2 separate regions of the Gossypium hirsutum genome follow, and region 2 is linked to region 1. Evidence: chromatin contacts called from public Hi-C data. All regions are on one chromosome and are shown on one strand. Each heading gives the region's core, a stretch centred on a gene start, on an enhancer-like site or on the middle of the called end of the contact. The rest is flanking DNA. Distances are from core to core; before and after follow the strand shown.

Region 1 (4,552 bases), core at 898-3,397:
ATTTGGACTACCACGTAGGACTGCCGTTAGGGAGGCAACGAAGTTTAACTGTTGAATGACTACTTTGTAACAAAACGATAACGTAAGTGACTAAAACGTAACATTCAAACTTAAAGTGACTAAAATGTAATCTAAGGCAAATAAAAGTGACTATTTTTGTAGTTTACCCATATTATTTTATAAAAATCTAGAATATAAATATAAATTTCAAAATAATATATAAAAATTAAAAATTTTGTATAAATTAAAATAGGTATTTAAGTTTTAGAAAATTGTAAAAAAAATCTTAAATTTTTAAATATATATTCTAGAAAATTAGATTAATGGTTGAATTAGTTAGATTATTTGTTCTTTAGTTAAATCGATTCATCTAATTTGATTAAAAATTCATAAAAATGAAAAAAATATATTAAAAATTTAATTCAATTGATTTAATTATACATTCAAACTTATTTTTTAATCCGGTCCATATTGATTTACGAACCAATTGATTTAACCTCTTATTTCCAACCACGAACCGATATCCTGACCGTTATCGATCTAGCTAGTTCCAAAAACCATGTTTAATTTTTTCTCTGTACATATTATTCTCGTTTGTACGGGTTAATTATAAATTTATTATACTAACCAAATAAGTAATGCAGTTAAAATCTTTAATTAAATTGCTAATTTAGAAATCAACTTCTCTGCAATTTAAATTTTAAAAATTAATAAAAATTGCTTTGCCTTTTTTAAAAAATTATAGCTGTTAATTAAACGGAAAATTTATATTTTAACCTTTCTAAAAAATTAATAATTCTATTTAACTATTTTTTATCTTTGATACCTAAAATAGTAAATTTTAAATTTTTGAAGGTAATATTTTAGCTTTGTCCCCTAAAATTTTGTAACTTTTTTGAGTGCTCCTAAACAATATTATTGACTTTCACAAGACAAAAACTTTCCCACCATGGCGGAAACATAAATCATATGTATCCTTTGGACCATTGCTATTCTTGCTTCCAAATTGATTGCCATTAAAGTTGATTATATACATATATATAGATAGACAGATAGATAGATTGATATACTTCAACTGATGACACTTAATCCATCTTCAGTTTGAACAAACAAAGCATTGGAAGTTCCGACAAAAGGAAACATTGGAAAGCCTAAGATAATATCAAAGAGCTAAGACAAGTAGCTGGGAGTTTCACTCCATGAAGAACAAAAGAATCTTACCCTTTTTTTCAGTTCTGAATTGCTTCTCTGAAACCAAGTTCTTCGGCAATCATGACATGTTTTCTTTCGTGTCGTGTTTATCGCAAGTGTAAAACAGTTGACCAAAGAGAATAACAACCGCAAAATAGCTCATCCCATTACAGTTTCGATTTGAATCTCCAGTCACTTCTAACTCCATCCCATTCGTCTCCTTTATATTCCGACCCCCAACATAAAATTCTTGATTTCACCTTTATGGAAAGATTTGGCACTCGAAACTTTTGTAGAGATGGAAAGAATGTTGATTGGAAAAGGTGGTTTTAAACCGTAACAAAACCTTAAATCTTGAACACTTGATGCAATAAGATGAAGTTGTTTGTTGATGGTCATCTAAACATCATTTCTGCGGGTGTATTCTATCGGTTCGATTATCCAAAAACTGCTTGAACAAAGAATTGGCGAGATGAAAAATGGCTTAGATGACCATAAACAAACACATTCAATAATGCATTTTCATGAAAAGAAAAAGAACATATCCAATCTTGCATGTAAAATCAAGAGAATATGTTGATAATGTAGGATTATCCATTTTGGTCCAAACCTGCAAGTCTTTGCTAACATCATCCACACTTCAATAAAAAGCATATTCTGAGGAATAATTCACATGAAAAAGCATATGCTTTCAGAATATACTTATATTAGACTCTAATTGATTGGTATATGGAGGAATGAGGGTTTTAATTACTGGGCCATGCATCTTTTGGCATCTTCCTCATGTGTAGCAAATTGGAACAAGTCATTGACCATTTGGATCTATCTTGCTTTGATTCTTTATTTTTTTTTAATATGTTTCAAGAAACTTTAAAATATATGTTGTTCATATCTGAAATTCAAGTATGGTTAAGCTGAGTTCACAAACTCTAGTGTGATTGTGAAGGCTGAGGAACTAACATGATGTTACGCCAAGTGTCAAAGATAGATAAGACAACGTGCTTCGATTCCTCATCGGCCGGGAAGGATAAGAAACCTTATGGTAATTTATATAATGATGATAACCTTGTGTTGATAATAGTTTGGCCCTCCCAATCATTAATTTTTCAATTTTCAAAACAAAAAAATTTAGTTTTGCCTCCAAAATTCTATAATTTTATTCCGATCCTTTCATATCAAATTCTTTATTTCGCCCTTCCTCTTAGGAGTGTGTTTAATTTAAAGAATGTAAATTACCTTTAATAATAAAATTACGAGAATGTAAGATTATAGTATGGAATATCGATTATGTTATATTACCTTATTTGGTTCACTCAGTTGGAATGTAATATTTTAATGTTTGGTTGACGGAGTATAATATTACCTAAAAAAATATTTTACTAAATTGTTGTTATAGAATTTGTTTTTATAACATTAAATTTAATTCCTTTAATACTTTTTTAGTCTTATTTTTCATTAAATTATGGTAAGTCTTATTTTTATTACATCTTATATTTTGAAATAATTTTATAAATAATAATTACAATAATTAAGAAAAGTAATTATATCACTAACCATAATTTATTGATCATAATTAACATACTAATAGTACATATAATAATTATAATTTTTTAAAAAAAACATCTATGGTTTCATTGTTAAGAGAAAGAGAGGGTTTTGTTTTTAATTAGACTTAAATTTTATTTAAGAAAAAAGAATGAAATTGTTTGAAATAATAAAAAAAGGGTAAATTTATCCAAATTTTTTAATTCCACCTGTAATCTGAAATAGCTTAAAGAATGTAAAGTATTAAGATTATACTTTATATTTCGATATTGTTTAGAAATGTGAGATTTCTTGTGGAATGTTACATAATGTGAACCAAATGCAAGTATAATAAGGATTTGATTGATTTTCAATCCATCAAGCATTTCATGTTAACTTACATCTAAGAAATATACTCAAATGTTAATAATTCTAAGTACCATGGAGACCCTTGTAATAGGAGTTAGGTTGTATTTTGCCCCTTCTATTAAAAAAATAGTAAATTAGTATTTGTACATTAGATTAAAGAGCAACTTAGTCATTTTTGTTATAAAGCTCATCTATTTTTACTTTTAAAAATTGGTCTCTATATGTCAACATGACGTGCATGTGGCACGCCATGTGTCATTGTCTGGTTATTTGGTTATGCACGCTTGTTTTTAACAGTACAAATAAATGAAATTTTTAATAAAAATTACTAATTTACTCTTTGATCTAATGTATAAAGATTAATTTACTAATTTATTTGAGGGAACAAAATACATTTTAACTTCTAATACAAAACGTATGATACTTTTATCAATTTTTATCAAGTAAAGAATTACAGAACAAATTTTATACTCATTTAGGATGAGTGGCTTACTAGGCCCGTAGGCTTAGACCAATTATAAATGGGGGCCTTATTCAAGGATTTCAAGCCCAAGTTTGGTCAACCAATCCACCATAATTTCACACTGTGAATCAAGTTGAGTTGATGATGCCTTAAAGCTACATTCTAAAAGCTTAAACTTTGAAAAATATTCGTTGGGTTTAGGTATATGCAAACAGAAAAATCCAAATTCTGAAAAAATATTTGTAATAAAAGGTGTATGTGGTTTGAATGAGTAGAGTTAGATTTTTGAATAATAAAAAATATTACTACTTTTCTATTCTATAATAAAATTTAAATTCAAAATTAATGTTAATTAAAAATTTAAATACAAATTATTTATTACTTTATTTGTGCATCAATCGGGTCAAATTTGTTAAACTAAAATAATTGATAAGATCACACATCTTAATTATATCATTTATATTCTCTATTCAAATAAATTAGTTCCAATACTTTCTTTCTTTCTTTTTCAAAATTGTACTGAATTAAAAAAAAATTCATTCCCAATAAGATGATATTGTTGAAAGGAGCAGTTATAAACTCTGAATAGGAACTGTAAAATGAATATACATAATATAATAAAAAATTAAAAAACTTTAAGCTAGTGAACATACAATATACCCAAACTCACGTCCTTTTACATTGATAGCAATGCTTATGTTAATCGAATTAAGACTCAACCGGCGAGATATTTTTAACTTAAATTTGAATGAGATGTATATCTCAAATTTGGTTTTGATGATCAAAGGTGAGGCTTATAAATAGGCTGCTTGTGTCGCATATTGAATGGTGCATTTTAAGGTGTTGTTTGATAAATTAAAAAAAATCAAGTGTTGAAAATTTAAGTACTGAATTTAGGTTATAAATTTTATTTGATATACTACTTAAAATTAATTACGAAATATAGTTAGACTGTTTGATAAATATAGATTTTAAATTATAAAAAATTTATATTCTACATTTTAT
Region 2 (4,552 bases), core at 600-3,099, 110 kb before region 1:
GCCAACTTATAGATTCAACAATTTCATATTGCTAGCTGTTTCTGCAGGTTTGGCCGGCCAAATGGATTTGGGATTTGACTACATCAACTCACTACTATCCTACAAAGTTGTCAAGCAATCATACTCATATGTAACTTTCAAATGCCAAAATTAATTACATTTATTAACCCCGAATGCTAAGTATATCTCTCAACCTTTGAAATAAAATATATAATAGATTAGGTTTAAATTTCGTGGCTAATATCTATTTTTTTAATAGACTTACAGAATACAAATGATTAATTATTAAGTTTGCTTCAATAAATACTTTAAAAAATTTTAAAAAAAATCACCTATAATATTTTTCACTAGACAAATAATTGGTGTCAAACATCATGCATATAGTTGAATACTACAAACTTTTGTTGTTTCTTTCTTCTTCTTCTTCTTTTTACTTTATCAAACTTTATATATATATATATTCAATTACCAGCTGTGAAGACATCCAAAAATAAAATAAAATTACATCCAACACCCAGCATCAAAATACTTGGAATATTTGATATGATTGAATGAAATAGATAATTAACACAAAAGGTTAAAGAAAAAGGGTCATATTAGTTTCCCATCATTTGAATAAATAAACAAAATAATTTCATCAATCTCTCATCTTTTATAAGAGAGATAATAAAATATGGCCATTCAGGGTCCCAACTCCCATAAGATGATGCATAATGTACAAAACATAAGGAATAAGGGTTGAGAACTTTTATTTGGATCAATAAGTATGTCACATAATAACCTCGTATCACTGACTTTAACCCCACAATTGACTATTGTGGAGTAAGAGAAACGATATTAATGCTTCTTTGACTTTTTTTATGTGTCTTATAATCTATTTTTGTTTATTTAGATAATGTTTAAATTTGTTAACATTATAATATTTCAGTAAAAATATAAAAAAATAATTTATTAATACTCTGATGTATAAAATTAAGCAATTAATAATTATATCTTAAATATTAAAATATAACTATTACAAATCTAATATATATATATATAATAGCATATTGAAATGTATGGTAACATTTAGTTCTAGATTAGTTGTACGGGTGACATTTGTCACATTTTAATTCGCTATTGTAATAATACATAATGATGACTTTTTTATATAATCAAATTATTTTCTTTTAATTATGATGGCATGTTTATTAATTTAATAATAAAAGAAAAGAAATAAGATTTTCCAAACATGTAACTTTTAGAAATTTTGAGGGTTTAAGTAAACAAACCCAAAATTATGGTGATCTTGACGAAAAGTGGTTTTTAACAAGCATATTTCTTTTGGAAACCTTCATACAAATTAGTCCCAAAATTCATATTACAGGTTCTTTTGAATTTTTGTAAAAAAAAAAAAGAAAAGCTCTTTTGAATTTTAAAATTGTTGTATTAATTTATATTGATTATAATACAAACTTTCATATATCGTGCCAAATTTTCAAATAAATGATTGAAGGTATAAAATATTGAAATATTTATTACTATTTATAATTATAAACTTCTTATCAGAATTTTGTTACGCTTTTCAATCATTGTTTATTTATGAAATGTGGATAATTTTATACCAAATAAATATAATATATTTTATCAGAGTTTTTTTACGCTTTTCAATCAGACTTTAAAATTGTTTTTCCAAACATAAAAAAATTATAACTTTTTGCATTTGGATTTAAAAGCATTTTTCGTAAAGGTTTTTAAAAAATATTTTTAACTTAAAAAATTATTATGACTATAAGATTTAAATATATATAAAAAAAGTTTGAAGTAATAAATGGGTAATGTTAAGGCCGTGTGGCCAACTAGCTAAGAATTGATGAGGGATACAGCGAAAGGTGAGTGAGTGGGGCTTTTCTGCCCTACTCATGGCCAGCAACCTAGTACTATATTTTTTACATTTCTTTTTCTTTATTTATTCCATTTAATTGTGGATATCAATCAACTTTATGAACAGCAAAAAATGTCACATTTTATCTTTTTCTTTTTCATAGATTTTATTATACTTTACAAATAAGCAATGCATGTTGTTTTCTTTTAATAGATTTTAGACTCGAAGGAGCGGCTGTTATTTAGAAAAAAAATTTATTTAATCAAGGCTTTAAAACAATAGGCATCTAATTGAGTTTTTGATGGCGAATTTTTTTTATTTTTTTAATGGTTAATTATTAAAGTGTAATAATTATGTTTTTTAGTTCTTTTTGAATTATTATTATGTGTCATATGGCGAAAAGGAAAGTATTTTTTCCTTTAAAATCATTAAAGTATACAAAATCATAAAATATATATGAGTTGTAAAAAAGATTACAAGATTACAAAAATTATAACAAATAGAAAAATATATAGAAGTGCAATAAATATAAAGAATTATAGAACTTATATTATAAATATTTTTATAAATGATAAAAAATATATAAAATTAGAAATTATAAAAATTATGAAATTGCAAAATATTAAAAAATAAAAAAATCATAAATGATTAAGAAAAATATAACAAATTATAAAATTGTTTAAAAACCATAAAAACTATGTAAAAGATTAAAAATATTTAAAGGTTATTAAAATAGATGAAAAAAATTATAAAACCCCCAAAATTTCCCATTTCCATGCAAACCATCATTAACAATATAATGTTATCACAAACAATGACAATGGCAGCATCTTTGGCTCAAATTTCATCATTTTTTTTCGTGATTTCTACATATATTTTGATTTGATAATGATGATTGTGAAGCGATTATATACATAGACAGGTTTTTTAGAAAAAAGAGTGACGAGCAATGAAAGAGGTTGAGAGGGTAAGTCATAATAAAGGCTATATTTAAATTAGAGATTTAATTTTTTTTTATAATTTCTATTTTGCAAATATATATATCTTTTCAATTTTCTATATATTTCTAATTTTTGCACTTTTATACTTTTATCATTTTTATATTTTTATAAAATTTCTGATTTTTTATATTTTTTTATAATTTTTAATTCTTTTAAAAAATTTAAAATGAAATTATTATTTTTTGATAACATAACACAATTCGAACATGATATGTGACAAAAATTGCCCCAAACATAAAACAAAAGCAATCATTACACTTTATTAGTCAATTGTTAAAAGTTAATGGCCAAACAATTTAATTGATAAAAATTTTAACGTTTCAGAATTCAATTGAATGTTTTTTTATCGCTATTTTACTTTCATTGTAAAGCTTTTTTCTCACACTTGAGTGTAAGATTTTCACTCATATTATTTACTCAATTAATGTTAGAATTAAGCGATACAAATTAAGGTGCTTGTGTGTAAGCATTTATTGTTTTTATTAGGTATTACTATTTATTATAATTTTTATTATTGTAAAAATGGGGTTATATTAAATGGGAAAAGATTGTATGAAACATTGATACCATATTATCTGTATCCCTTTTCCAATAATTTAATATCACATCAACATTTTCATCTTGAAAAAAAATCAAATTCAAACGAAAATCCTAAAATTCATGATGAAATTGTTGATAAGACATTAAATGATTGGAAAAGGGAAAATATCCTTATTTCATACAATACTTTCTCTATATTAAATTATAAGTCTGATGTATTCAACGTAAATGGGCAATAAAAGTTGTTGCCATTTAAAAGTATTTAATTTGATGTTTATATGAGATAGACTTTGTTAGTAATCAAAATGGTCAAATTAGAAAATTTTCATAGATGTTATTTGAATCATATACATATAAAATTTAATTAATGAAAGGCTTATAATGGAAAATGGATAAATTGACTTTCACTACTCATTAGAAGTAATTTGCTAAAAGGAAAATTATCTACTTTATGAATAGTGAAAATTATGGAGATGAAGCTAATTGAGTCTTAGCTCGATTGACATGGGAATTGTTGTAACGCCCTGACTAATTTAACTTTGTTTCTGTGAGTTTGATCATAAATATGTATCTGCTTTAGTGGTTAAATGATGTGGGTGTGCGTATGAGGTCTTGGGTTTAAGTTTCACTTTTGAAAAATTTTGTTATTTTTGACCCTAGCCTTATCCTTGGCAGTTTGGCTTTTATTTTATTGTTAGTCAAGTCATATCAAAATGAACCTGCTGATTTGAGTGGTAATGTCTTATCTTGCTTAAGGTTTGTGTTTGAATCCCCGTGTGAGCGTGAATATTTATTTTTACTTCAGTTTGATAGAAGTTCGATGGTAGTGAAATTCCGAGATAGTTGGGTTGTTACTAGAGTAGTGGGTGAAGTTAAGATATGTGCTAAATTTTGACATATTTTTATTTTATTTTATTTTTCCCAAAACTTTTCCTCTTTTTGACGTTCTTTTGTTTTCCTTCTGTCAAAAACTTTCTTTTTCTTTTCTTCTAGTTTCTGTCATAATCTTCCATTCAAATCATGGTGCTTCGAATTTCTAATCTCTTCGTGCGGCTAGGTAAGTAGATGTAGTGAGATTTTGCACGGGTTAGTAGCAATTGTTAAAGTTGATCTAAGTCAATGTAGTCTTTTTTTAGTATTAATTTGG

Evidence for each region. A called contact is a pair of places that touch in the nucleus more often than the background predicts.
Region 2: a contact with region 1 is called in a Hi-C map of hypocotyl, with 1.7 times the contacts expected there. The contact joins two enhancer-like sites. A contact is called at or near these places in 2 of 34 Hi-C or Micro-C datasets (hypocotyl and leaf).

What each region holds. Positions count from the first base shown.
Region 1 is chrA10:110,800,551-110,805,102 of Gossypium_hirsutum_v2.1, reverse strand. It overlaps the pseudogene LOC121208099. Among protein-coding and RNA genes, the nearest start is that of LOC107934532, 18 kb to the right of the region's middle. Within about 2 kb of position 2,147, at least 8 of the 9 cell types and tissues checked have an H3K27ac peak or open chromatin away from gene starts, as enhancers often do. A contact at or near this core is called in hypocotyl and leaf, where this site is marked.
Region 2 is chrA10:110,912,463-110,917,014 of Gossypium_hirsutum_v2.1, reverse strand. No RefSeq gene overlaps it. Among protein-coding and RNA genes, the nearest start is that of LOC121207711, 45 kb to the right of the region's middle. Within about 2 kb of position 1,849, at least 2 of the 9 cell types and tissues checked have an H3K27ac peak or open chromatin away from gene starts, as enhancers often do. A contact at or near this core is called in hypocotyl and leaf, where this site is marked.